2 separate regions of the Pan troglodytes genome follow, and region 2 is linked to region 1. The links are chromatin contacts, called in public HiChIP or PLAC-seq maps. All regions are on one chromosome and are shown on one strand. Each heading gives the region's core, a stretch centred on a gene start, on an enhancer-like site or on the middle of the called end of the contact. The rest is flanking DNA. Distances are from core to core; before and after follow the strand shown.

The links. HiChIP or PLAC-seq counts read pairs in DNA pulled down with a chosen protein or histone mark.
Region 2: a contact with region 1 is called in an H3K4me3 HiChIP or PLAC-seq map of stem cell-derived excitatory neurons, with 2.8 times the contacts expected there. The contact joins the promoter of BAHCC1 here to the promoter of SLC38A10 in region 1. A contact is called at or near these places in 1 of 7 Hi-C or Micro-C datasets (stem cell-derived neural progenitor cells) and 1 of 1 datasets of contacts at active chromatin or transcription factors (stem cell-derived excitatory neurons).

Annotation. Positions count from the first base shown.
Region 1 is chr19:94,690,235-94,696,701 of NHGRI_mPanTro3-v2.0_pri, forward strand. SLC38A10 (solute carrier family 38 member 10) reads right to left here and starts at 3,763. Exons shown (of 16, transcript XM_016933156.3): 1 at 2,415-3,763. The coding sequence starts at 2,513.
Region 2 is chr19:94,793,674-94,800,140 of NHGRI_mPanTro3-v2.0_pri, forward strand. It overlaps BAHCC1 (BAH domain and coiled-coil containing 1), which reads left to right and starts at 3,612. Exons shown (of 29, transcript XM_054670764.1): 1 at 3,612-3,815.

The DNA of each region.
Region 1 (6,467 bases), core at 2,513-5,012:
CAGGCGTGAGCCAACACGCCCAGCTATGTATATATATAAATATATCAAAACTACTAAAACAAACCAAAAAAACACTAATCCAAAGTTTTTCAATGCCAAGGCTGCCAAACACTAAACACACACATCCCCAAATCGCCTGCTGGCCTCTCCCTGCACCCCAGTCCAAGAAGGCTGCCGTGGAGGAGACGCTGCGGCCAGATCAGAGCAACTGGGCCTCCCTCTGGGCAGCCCTCAGGACTCAGAAGGACGTCTCTAGTCCTTCACTTCCTGACAGGTCTGTGCAGATGCCTGGCTAATCAGCACATGCTCTGGCAGGGGCCTAATGTCCACCACATGGCAGGTGGTCCAAGGCTCGAGACAGCTGGATCGTCTGGGCCCTAAGATGTACTTTCACAGGTGTCTAAACCAGAGCCCCTTCCACGGTGGCACTTCACCGACAGGCATCAAAGATGACAGCATTTGGGGCCAGGCACGGTGGCTCACGCCTGTAATCCTAGCACTTTGGGAGGCCGAGGTGGTGGATCACCTGAGATCAAGAGTTCGAGACCAGCCTGACCAACATGGGGAAACCCTGTCTCTACTAAATACAAATAAATAAATAAATTAGCCGGCGTGGTGGCACATGCCTGTAATCCCAGCTACTTGGGAGGCTGAGGCAGGAGAATCACTCGAACCCTGGAGGCGGAAGCTGCAGTGAGCCGAGATTGCACCATTGCACTCCAGCCTGGGTGACAGAGCGAGACTCCGTCTGGAAAAAACAAAGATAACAGTCTTTGACTTGCAGGAGCAGGACCAGCCACTGCTCCACATGCCAGAATGCAGTTCTGCTGCCAGGCAAGTCACAGTGGACACTGGGACATGGAGTCAGTCCAGAAACACCCAGAGGTGGCTGGCAGAAAGCTGGGATTCTCCACGCCCAGACCAGATGCTGCCCGGGGGGCTCTGGAGGCATGTAGCCCTGTCTTCCCCTGACAGGCTCACCAACCATATCAGGCAAACAACTCAGACACAACAGCCTGGAGGGCTGCACGGGAGGGTTTGAAAATTCCTTGATCAAAAAAAAGTTGTTTTTTTTTTAGAGATGGGGTACTGTTGTGTTGCCCAGGCTGGAGTGCAGTGGTGCAATCATAGCTCACTGTAATCTCAAACTCCTGGGCTCAAGTGATCCTTCTGCCTCAGCCTCCCGAGCAGCTGAGACTACAGGTATGCACCACCATGCCCAGCTAACTTTTAATTTTTTTTTTTGTAGAGACGGGGTCTTACTATGTTGCCCAGGCTGAAAAAATTTTTTGGATATTTTTATCCCAAAGATAATGAATATGAAAAACACAGTGTTTGCTAAGCTAATCTAAAATTAAACTACTGGTGCCATTTTGTTTCAAAATACACATGTTGTTTTCATTTTTCTACCTACTTGGTAACGTTTCAGTCAGCCTTTCTTTTCCAAAGCACTAAATGCTTGTTTATTGTAGATTAAACAGATGACACTTAGAAATGGCCATTTTCTTTCATGTGTTATTCAATGCCGGAATGACGCTAAACTTTTTGTATATGAGATTTTTTCCAACTGTGGTAACGTCTGCACACATTAGATCAAATGTGCAGTTTTTTGTTTTTGTTTTTGAGACGGAGTCTCGCTCTGTCGCCCAGGCTGGAGTGCAATGGCGTGATCTCGGCTCACTGCAACCTTCGGCTCATTGAAACCTTCGCCTCCCAGGTTCAAGCTATTCTCATGTCTCAGCCTCCCAAGTATCTGGGATTACAGGCATGTGCCACCACCCCCGGCTAATTTTTGTATTTTCAGTAGAGATGGGATTTCAGCATGTTGGTCAGGCAGTTCTCGAACTCCTGACCTCAGGTGATCCACTCGCCTCGGCCTCCCAAAGTGCTGGGATTACAGGTGTGAGCCACCACGCCCTGCCAAATGTGCGGTTTTTGTGAAACGCAGATCTTAGGTGTATAACCTGGTGGATGTTTTTAATCACCTTGCAACCAAGGTCCCTATCTAGTGTCGAAGCCTGGGAGGGGTGAGTTGTGTGCTTCTGAAGACAGGTGCAGTTGGGTCAGAGTTTTTAAAAACACGATAAAATGTAAAAATACGGAGTCCTGCCGTTCCCTTCCGATTCTGGAGGATCATTTTGCTTTGTTACACTTTGCTTCGGTATCGAGTTTTTGACTGTGGGGAACTTTCCGGCCTGGGCTGACAAGGGCTGCCAGGGCCAACGCCGTGCGCTTCTCATCCACGGATTCTCTACGGGAACTGCGCCGGGACCCAGAGGGTCGCCCCGCCCGCGGCCGCCTGCACCCGCCCAGCGAAGCCCTGCCCCGGCGGGAACTTTAACCAGGACGACCCGGCCAGACGCCCCCTCTGCGGGGGAGGCGAGGGCGGTGATCTCTGGGCCCACCGGACTCACCTGTTTGAAGCAGAAGGGCATGGTGAGGACACTGACCCCTACGATGCTGTTCACGATGTTCGTGATCAGCCCCCAGTTGGAGGCGGCGGCCGCGGTCATAGTGAGAGGTCTAGGGGCCCGGGGCGAAAGGCCGGCTTTGGAAGCCCAGCCCGAGGCCACGGTCACAGGTCCCAACGTCCGGGACGCCGGTGGGGAGGGGATGGGCAGCCTGAACACGGGAGCCTGAGCAGGCGCGGGCGCGGGCCCCAGAGGCTGCCTGGAGGAGGCAGCCTCGAAGGCCGGCTGCGGGGGCGAGGTCAACCTCCGGACCCCGCCAAGCCCTGCGGCCGCCTTAGGGCCATGCGTCCCTCGCTCGGTCTCGCGGGCCGCCTGTGAATCTCCGAGCCCAGACCCGGAAGAGCCGCGGAGCCAGCTAGGGACACCTCAGCCCAACTCAGCTGCCGCCGCGGCGCTCACACTTCCGCCTTCCACGGGCTCCGTTGCCCGGAAGTGACGGCCAGGGGGTAGGGTTTGGTGGGACGCGAGCCAATGAGAGGCGGGCCCGGAGGGGCGGGCGGAAACTGGGCCGGTGGGCACCTGAGGGTCTCGCAGCTGTCCGGTTCGCCAAGCTGGTCCAGCCGACCTGTGCCCAGGGCCCCAGTTCAACGAGCTGGAGGACAAGGGACTCGCCCCGCGAGGCCTCGGTTTAGATGGGCAGTCGCGGGCTGGAGAGAAGGGGAGGCGCTGTGCCTTCCGGGGAGGAGCGGGTTTAAGGGTTCCTTTTTGACCTTTATTCCCAGGACCGATTCTGGGGCGAGTGCTTGGCGCCAGGGCACGGGGGCGGGGGCCCTGACTGCCTCAGCCGAAAAATAGTCTGTTGTGAGGAATTAGCACCTAGGAGGTAGGAATGAAACGCTGGGCACAGAGAGGCTCGGCCACTCCGCTAAGGCCACACAGCTCTAAGGGGAGGCGGTGCCCTTCAGAACTGCGCCCAGATCAGTGGCAATGTTGAACTTCACCTTTTCACACGAAAAGAGCAAGGGACATTCCTGGAGGGGACAGGAGAGGTGGAGTCTTACATGACCAGGGAAACCCGGGAGGGCTTCCAGAAGGAGGTGGCTTCTAGGCTGGAGCTTGAAGGACAAATGAGAATTCCTCGGGTAGAAATGGAGACCGGGGAGAGGAGAGAACAGAGAAGGGTCTTGATAGATCTGTGGATTCCTGGCACCTAGCTGCTCACTCTGAGTCTGCTGAATGAGCGCGTAGACCGAATGGCTGGGAAGCAGCAAGTGATTCCAGGCTGCTGGGGGAGGACGGCGGAGGAAAGGAGCCCGTGTCTGCAGCACCTGCAGGACCAGGTGTCTTAGAACAGAGGCCCGTTCCTCAGGCACTGGCAGTGCAGCCACCAAGTAAGGCTGTGCCCCACCTTCAGGAGAACAGGAGGAAATGCCTGGGTAAAGACTAATTAAATACGCAGGCAAAATAACAAATGCCTGCGTTCTTTTTTTTTTTTTTTCTTCAGTCAGAGTCTTGCTCTGTCGCCCAGGCTGTATATGCAGTGGTGTGATCTTGGCTCACTGCAACCTCCACCTCCCAGGTTCAAGCTATTCTCATGCCTCAGCCTCCCAAGTAGCTGGAATTACAGGCTCCCACCACCACACCCGGCTAATTTTTGTATTTTTAGTAGAGACCAGGTTTCACCATGGTGGCCAGGCTGGTCTCAAACTCCCGACCTCAGGTGATCGCCCACCTCGGCCTCCCAAAGTGCTGGGATTACAGGCATGAGCCACCGCACCCAGCCCATTTACTTTTATATAAATGAAATGGCATACACATTCCATAACCTCCTTTTTATTATGTAATTTTCATCAAATGTTATGCGTGCAAGGTAGGCTGGGAAACTTACGTGTATGTTTTCACAAATAGCAAATACCATGGACCCGCTATTGAGCTTTAAGAACAAAATATTACCGAAGACTTAGATCCTCCCTTTCAGTTCCTCCCCAGTTCCAGCACCTTCTTCCCCTCTTCCCTGCTATCCTGAGACATCACGATCCAGATTCCATCAATTCATTACTTTTCTTTAAAGGTTTACCATATATGGATATATCCCTAAACAATTATGGGGAAGACTATTTGTCTCTCTTTTTTTTTTTTTTTTTTGTTGAGACAGAGTCTCACTCTGTCACCCAGTCTGGAGTGCAGTGGCACAATCTCAGCTTGCTTCAGCCTTTCTCTCCTGGGCTAAAGTGATCCTCCCACTTCAGGCCCTTAGTAGCTGAAACTATAGGTGTGTGCCACCATGCCCAGCTAATTTTCACTTTTTTTGTAGAGATGGGATTTTGTCATGTTGTCCAGGCTGGTCTCAAACTCCTGGGTTCAATCGATCTGCTCACCTCGGCCTCCCAAAGTGCTGGGATTACAGGCGTGAGCCACCGCGCCCAGCTGACTGTCTCTTAATATTCGTTTATTCCATTTTCCAAATTAATAGGAATTGGCCTGCACGTATGACTACCTAGGATAAAAAAATACACTTCCAGCCGAGCATGGCGGCTCACACCTGTAATCCCAGCACTTTGAGAGGCCAAGGCAGGCAGATCACGAGGTCAGGAATTTGAGGCCAGCCTGGCAAACATGGTGAAACCCCATCTCTGCTAAAGATACAAAAAATTAGCCAGGCGTGGTGGCACGCACCTGTAATCCCAGGTTCTTGGGAGGCTGAGCCAAGAGAATCGCTTGAACCTGGGAGGCAGAGGTTGCCGTGAGCCAAGATCGTGCCATTGCACTCCAGTCTGGGCAACAGGGCAAGACTTTGTCTCAAAAAAAAAAAAAGCCTGGGCGCGGTGGCACACGCCTGTAATCCCAGCACTTTGGGAGGCCGAGGTGGGTGGATCACGAGGTCAGGAGATCGAGACCATCCTGGCCAATATGGTGAAACTCTGTCTACTAAAAATACAAAAATTAGCCGGGCGTGATGGTGTGTGCCTGTAATCCAAGCCACTCAGGAGGCTGAGGCAGGAGAATCGCTTGAACCAGGGAGTCGGAGGTTGCAGTGAGCCGAGATCACGCCACAGCACTCCAGCCTGGCGACAGAGTGAGACTCCGTCTCAAAAAAAAAAAAAAAAGAATACACTTGCCAGTGTCCCTTGCAGGTAGGGCTGGCTATGTGACCAAGTTTTGGACAATAAGAAGCAGAAATGACAGGAGAAACTTCTAGGTCTTTCTTAGGAGGGGGTCTTTCGCTCCTTCATCATGCTGTTTGGAACCTAGACACGATGGTAGGAAGCCGTCTTGGACAGTGCAGACAAGGGTGATACCGTGGCAGAGTGGAGCACCAAGCTAGAAGGATTCTGGATCCCTGGACAACTCATGGAGCCAAGCCACCATGCCCATCCACGACTGCCTCCTCCCAGCTGCTCTGGGAGGGAGAGACAAACCTGCTCCTTGCACTCACCATGATTTTGGACTCTGTTTCATGAACCCAAAGCTGTAGCCTACCTAGTTCAGTAGTGTATTGGGATGGGGCACCTTTGCATTTTGGACTATTGTAAGAATTGAATTACATATATGTGCTATTCTACAACTTTCTTTGTCATTCAACTTTGTCACACTTAAATTTCTTTTTTTGTCTTTTTTTTTTTCTTTTTTGTGGAGAACGGGGTCTCGCTGTATTGCCCAGGCAGGTCTCAAACTCCTGGGCTCAAGCCGTCTTCCTGCCTCTGCCTCCCTGAGAGCTGGGATTACAGGCATGAGCCACCACACCCGGCCAATTCAACTTTGTTCACAAGAATTGCCATCATGTTGCATGTGCTCTGAGTCTCATTCTTGCTGCTCTGTGGAACTCCGTTACTTAAATAGCCCAGATCCGCATCCATTCTCCTGCCGAGGGCACCTGAGTTGTGTCCAGTCACTTGCCTCAGAGACAGTGATCCAGTGAACAGATTTGTCTCCTGAACATGTGTTTGTTCAAGTCTCTCTAGGGTAAACACCTACAAGTGGAACTGCAGAGTATGCGTATGCATACCTAAATGACTTTACTAGATCTTGCCAAATTGCTCTTCAAAGTAGCTATAA
Region 2 (6,467 bases), core at 2,362-4,861, 100 kb after region 1:
CACTTGCAGCCCGCTCATCTGCAAAGCTGCAGGAACTTCAGAGACCTGGGCCCTCCAGCATCAACACTGACCTCAGGTCTATTATCCCCTCTCCTTTCCTCCCCCTCTGTCCCCTCGCTGGCCCTCTCCCCAGTGGAAGGCGAGTCTGCAGATCCCCACACCATGTTCCTCTGAAATTAAAAACATTTGTTAGCTCTGGACAGCAGGAAGAGTAAAAAAGGAAAGTAGGGAGGTTTCCTCCGAGCAGATCACCAGCCCGAGCTCCCGGCGGCCCAAGTCTTCCAGGGGAACTCGTGAGCTTATTTTGGTATTGCGGGAGCTGCCCAGCGGCCAGGCGCCTGTGCTGGGCAGCTGCCAGCCCCTCTCCACCGCGTCCAGCAGACCCGTCTGCAGTTATTTGCTGTAACAACTGTTTTGAAACAGTATTGAGAAAAAAAAAAAAAAGCCCACTAGAATTTGCTTTAAGCGAACACTGGGGGAGGAGGAGGCAGAAGCGGGGAGGAAGGAGGAGGGCAGGGAGCTTCCGCACTGCCCTGGAAGGCGCACTCGACGCCTCGGGGCCTTTGCCCACGCGAGCAGCCTCTTTCGGGGACACGAAGGGACCAGCACTTGGGGGATTTGAAGCCAGTGCTCATCCTAGGAATCTGGTGAGGCTGAGCCAGAAGGGTCTAAACCAGCTTGAGGAGATAGGGGCCACGCACCCGGGAGCTACCCTCTGCCCTCCCATGTCCCTGGCAGTGGGCATTTCTCAAATGGTGATTGATAACTGGGGATGGGGGTGGGCAAGCCGAGGGCCCATCATTCAGGCTCCAGGACCCTCGAACAATCTGCCCACGGGGGAGGGGAGGCTGGTTTAGGGGCTCTGAGGGGCCTTTCCAGCGGCTGTCCTTCCAACACACTCTGGAGGGGACCAGGACTCCCAGGGGCTTGGGGCCTCCCGTTCCCCCACAGGGCGGTTAGAGGTGGAGCACCTGCCCTGACGCGAGGAGCTCAGAGCAACTTCTGGGACACCACGGGTGGCCACGGTGTTCTTTTTGTTGCATCCAAGATTTTTCTCATATACGTATTTTCCTATATTAAAAAATTCAAATGAGGCTTTAAAAATTAACTTGAAAAAGGTTCCTGATCCGGAAACAGGCTCATCGGAGGCAGTGATGGGAACTCGGTTCCTTAGGAGAGTAGGAAACGCGCCGTCTGCGAGGGGCGCCCTGCGTGGACCCGGGGCCTCGGGGCGCGTCCACTTACCCGAGCCAGGAGACACTGGGCCCCACGGTGTTAGCCCCGCGCTCGGGCTCGCGCGCCGCTTCCAGCTCGCGCCTCCTCCATCCCCGGAGGGCTCCGCGGGTCCCCGGCGACCGGTCCCTGCCCAGGGTCCGGGAACCTTCCCTTCCCCTCCTTTCTCAAGCGCCATTTCTCCGGAGCCGGGCCGGCCGTCCTCGGTGTACGCGGGAAGCGGGCAGCCTCCGCCTGTACCCGCGGGGCCGGGACCCGGAGGCACCCGCTTCCCCGACACACTCGCTGGGGCCGCTGCTCGCGGCTCCAGCCTCCCGAGGCCATGGCAAGAGCCCGGGGGTCGGCGCCACAAACCCCCAGCCGGCGACCGCGCCCAGGGACCTAATTCAATCGCCCCCAGCCTAATGAATAGCCGCGCGCTAATCGGATCTCCGCGCGCTTCGGGGATTTACGCTTCCCGGCTCTCCCCCTCGGGCCCCGCGGCCCGCCAGACGTCGCTTCCGAAGGCGCCGGCCTGGGGCCTGGCCCGGGGCTCGGCCGCGGGGGGTCCCGGCCGCCGGAGCCGGGAGACGCCGGAGCCGGGACCCGGGCCCGCGCGACCGCCACTCCCGAGCCAGCCGGGGTGGGCCCCGCGCCTTGTCCTGCGTCCCCGGCCCGGCCCGCGGAGCGCCGGCGCTTACCTGCGAGCCCCGGGCTCTCCGGAGCTCCCCTCCCGGCCGCGCCGCCCGAAGCGGGCGCCGGCGTAGGCCCCGACTCAGGCAGGCGGGAAATCCCGGAGTCCCCGCCCGCGGCCCGCAGCCCCCCACCCCAGGTCGGCGTGGCCTGCGGGGGGGAAGGCCGGCCGGGGCCGGCCGCCCGCTTCCCCTTTCTCTCCAGATTCCTTTGATCCGCGGGCTCTCCGCCGCACCTCGGCTCCCGGGCTGCCCCGGTCGGCCCGCGGGGATCCTGGAAACGGTCCCCAGCTTATCTCCTTTCATCAAGCGGCCTTGGGCCGCCTTGAAACCGCGGAGCCAGTAATTGCTTTTTTCAGGAGGCCCAGTGCGGACTGGACAACAGCCAATCAGCGCCTTGTTTACACTCGGTGATGGACAGTCCGCTGGCGGAGTGCCAACCAATCCCAGCGGTCCTGCGGGAGCGGGAGTGGGGGCGGGGAAACAGAGAGACAACAGGCTTTGAGTTTAACTCTTTCGTGTCCCTGCCGGAATGAGACGGTGGAGAATTTCGAATGCGTGTGAATCTGTCAGTTGGCTCCCAGTTTAAATATCCTTTTTTCCCCCCGAGGGGGAGGCAGAGATTCACATGGAGAAAGAGGAGCAAAAATAAATGTATCCATCGCCACTAAGACATCACCTCGACTCCCTGAGAATAAATAGCATTTGGGTGGGAAACCAAATTCTAACAGAAATATTTGTTTGCGGAATATTTTAGAAGTGGTTTGCATCTGATTACGATAAAAATTGTTCAGTGGCTTGCTTTAGTTGGAGTGAGGATTTAGCAGATAGGCAGACAGGGAGCAGCATTGAGAAATACTATACATGGTTTACCACACCATACCCGCTTCCCCCATTACCAAACTGAAAATATTTTCTAAATCTAGGTGTAGATGAAGAAAGGGCAATCCTTGTCTTCTCAATAAATCCCTGATTTTCATTTTAGTAGCTGCTCTGTTGCAAAGTGTGGCAGAGGGAGATAAAATTGAGAGCCAGTAATGTAGACGGCTGGAGACTCAGAACTCACTTCCCAGGGTCTGATCCCCAGGTGATGGGGAGGAGAGAGCCGGACGGGCTATTCAAAGCTTTTGCTGCCCAAGCAGCGGGCGTGCGTGCGTGCATCCGCGAACTCGGGTCCGGGCAGGCAGCAGCCTCAGAGCGGTAGATGGGCCAGGCAACCTGGGGAGGCCTCTGGGCTTGGAGGTCTGGCCTACCTGCCACCTGCCAGACAGATTCCAGGGAGAAAAAGCAGCTACTTTTAAGGGGTGGTGGTGTTTCTTCCCTTGGCCTTCTGTGCAGCAGAAGCCAAACGTTAGACCTGCTGGATTAAACATATATGTGTGTGTGTGTCTGTGTCTGTGTCTACGCCTCCCCCTCCGCCGGGACACGCGCACTCGCTCGCTCCAGCTCCCTCTCCCGCCCTGCGCCACCACATTCCCATTCAGCAGCAATGATCTGCGCAGAGGAGCTGCGCAGTCGCCGGGCTTGAATTAGGCGCCATCGGGCTTGGTAGTAGCCCCGCTGCTTCCTGATTGGCAGTTCCCTGGCCCGGCGCCAGCCTATTGGGAGGCCTGTTTACGCCGAATGAGTGGCACGAGCTCCCGGCCGTGGAGGGCTGCGCGGCCAATCAGCGCGCTGGCTGTTCCGGGCTGAGTGGCACGAGCTTATTAGTATGCAGGGCCCGTGGCTCGCCGCGCCAGGCTGCAGGTTTGAGAGCCGCTCTGGATGGGCTCGCTAGAGTCGTTGTTGTGGAAGCGGTGCATTTACAGTGCAACAGTCAGCACATTGAAAATACCAATAGGAATACAAAACAAAGTCACATTTACTGATTTAATTGTATTGCATTCAGTTGTATCCAGGAAACAGCCTCCAGTAAGTAACTGAAATTGCTTTCATTTTTTTTTGTTTTTGTATTTTTATTATTATTTTATTTTTTATTCTGGCTTTGGGGTTTTACATTTTTTTAGCAAAAGAAATTCAGGATTGTGATGTTAAGAAGTATATATCTTCCCTTTTAACAAAATCCGTTAAAATGTTGAGGCTTTTTTTTTTCTTAAAAAATATGGACTATGAGCGATTTTTTTTCTCTGAAAAATCTTATCGATCGGTTTAAAATTACCCCCGTAATGCATCCTTGCTTTGCTCTGAGCGCTTGTTGTCTCGATCGACACCCAGCATTAAAAACAAATAGTCGAGACAGGACAGGGACCGCCAGGCTGCGTCTGGCGCGAGCCGCGCGGGTGGCACCGGGCGGACAGTCGGCGAAGTCCGGGCGCCGCCAGCGTGCGCCCAGTTCTGGGTGACCCACGAACGGACCCCAACATTCGCTCCCCTACCCTGCTCCCCTCCCCGGAACAGTCCTGGGTTGGCCCTGCCCGGTCGGTCCGCGGCGAGGGGAACTGGCCGGGTCGTGGTACCCACGGCCGCTGCCCTGAGGGGCCTTCCGGGCCGAAGCTAGGGGCCGGGGAGGGGAATGGTCATGGCGAGTTTTTCGGGTCTTCGTTCCCAATTCAGAATTTTTTTTTTTTCCGGAGAAGTGGGGGTGGAGGAGGGGGACCGAGCAAGGCCGGCGCAGCGGGGCGTTTTCACCGCGCGCGTTCGGGACGGCGCGCGGGGCTCGGGTCACGGCCCGTGTGGCGGGGTCCACGGGCTGGTTTTCTTCGGGCGCGGGGGTCAGGCGCGACCCCAGTTCTCATGACTCTCCCAGGGAGCGGGTGCGGCTGTTTCGCAGGGAGCGGGTTCTGCGGCGACGGCCGAGCCACTCGCGCCCCAGGGCGCGCCTGGTCCCAGCCCGGCCTGCAGGCCCCACCGCGCCCGCGCTCCCGGAGACCACGCCGGAGGGAGGCAGACGGGCCAGAGTCCTGGTCTCCGGCAGGCGGGCGAGGAGAGAGCGGGTTTTTAGATGCAAAAGCAGGAAACAAAGCAAACTTGTAGAAGCTCCAGATCCTGGAGCGCGCCAGCCACGCCTGGGGCCGCGGCAAGAGGGACCGGCGGCTCCGGGGTCACGCCCTGCCTTCCCGGGAGGGAGCCTTGTGCTCCTAGGTTCAGTTCCTCCCGAAATGCCCTCGTCAGCGATTCTCCGCCCGCCCGGGGCCTTCTGCCCGCCGCCACTTTTCGCTCCATTTCCTCCCTTAGCTCAGCCCGACCTGGCGCTGCGGCGCCGTCCTCGCGGTCCTCCGGCGCGGCCTCTCCTGGAGCTGGGCTGGGAGTGGGCCCCGGGCCTCGGCACTCGGCGGGTGGCGGCGTCGCCGCTGCGGGACTGTGGGGCTCCCAGCTCGGGCCGTGTGGCCGCCCTTCCTCGCCCCGCTTCCTGGCCGCCTCAGGCTCCCCAGGCCCCCGAAGCCCGGCGCGGGCAGACCCGGAGGCGCGGCGCGGCCTCTCCCCGGGAGGAGAGAACACAAAGAAAAGCTCTCTCCAATCCGGTCAGAGCCGTGGCGGCGCAGGCAGGCGACAGTAATCCACCTCCTGTTTGCTTAAAAAGTCGAGCAGGCTGGTGAGAAAGGAACAATCGGGCCTGCGATCCGCCCGCAGGGGGTGGGAGATTAAAATTGTTGCTTCGTAGCCGAGCCCGCGTCCCGAGAATCGCCGGCAGCTCGCGCTTTCTCAACGTTGAAATTTCTCATTGGAGAGAAGAAAAAAAAAAAAAAAAAACAACCACAAAACAAAAGCACAGCACACACGACTCCCTGGAGGCCGCCAGGAAGCCTGGCACCCCCGCGTGCGCAGCCCCCGGCCCCTCTCCGGCCTTCGGCGCCTTTGAAGCTGCAGGTTTCTGACCTCCCTCCCTTTCCTTCTTTCCCTTTGTCCCGCCCGGCGCCCTCCGGGGCTCGGGAGGCGCCGGCCGGGGCTGGGGGCCCCCACGTCCCTAGTCCAGGCCGGGCAGCCCCTCCCCTGACCCCGGCGCTCGCAGCCCCCTCGCCAGAGCACTCTCCGGGCCCTGGCGGCCGGGCGCTCGCTTTGCAGGCCGGGATCGGGGCTTGGGAGCCGAACTATTTGTTAGACCCGGGGAGAGAGCTGGCGATCCCCAGAGGGAAGGGAGCCCCAAACGCCTTGTATGTAGTTGCCAGACAAAGAGAACTCTTTGTGTAGACCCATTTATTTACAATGCAAAAGCTCTCCGAATAAATATTAAAAAAGCTTATCAGTTGAGCAAATATGTATTCACTTAATACATTATGTTTTCGGTTATAGATTAAATCAGACACAAAATAGTCTGCAAATAAGACGTTTTAGAACCCGGACCATAAAATATCGCAATTTAAAAAGGTATTCAGTAGATGGAAAACATCTTAATCGCTTTGTTGTCATGGTGGAATGGCTACAAAAACACAAGGTTTTCCGCAAAGTTCCTAATTAGGAATATCAAGCCTATCCATCTCCCTTTTGTTGGAGGTGATAAACATTAAAACAATACGTATTTAGAAGATGAGGAGTAATACGTGAAGTGCGTCCAGGGAGCGCCTTCGGAGGGACGCCTGGGAGCACGGTGGTGCACGCAGCTTCTATCACTGGCTCCGACCCTCC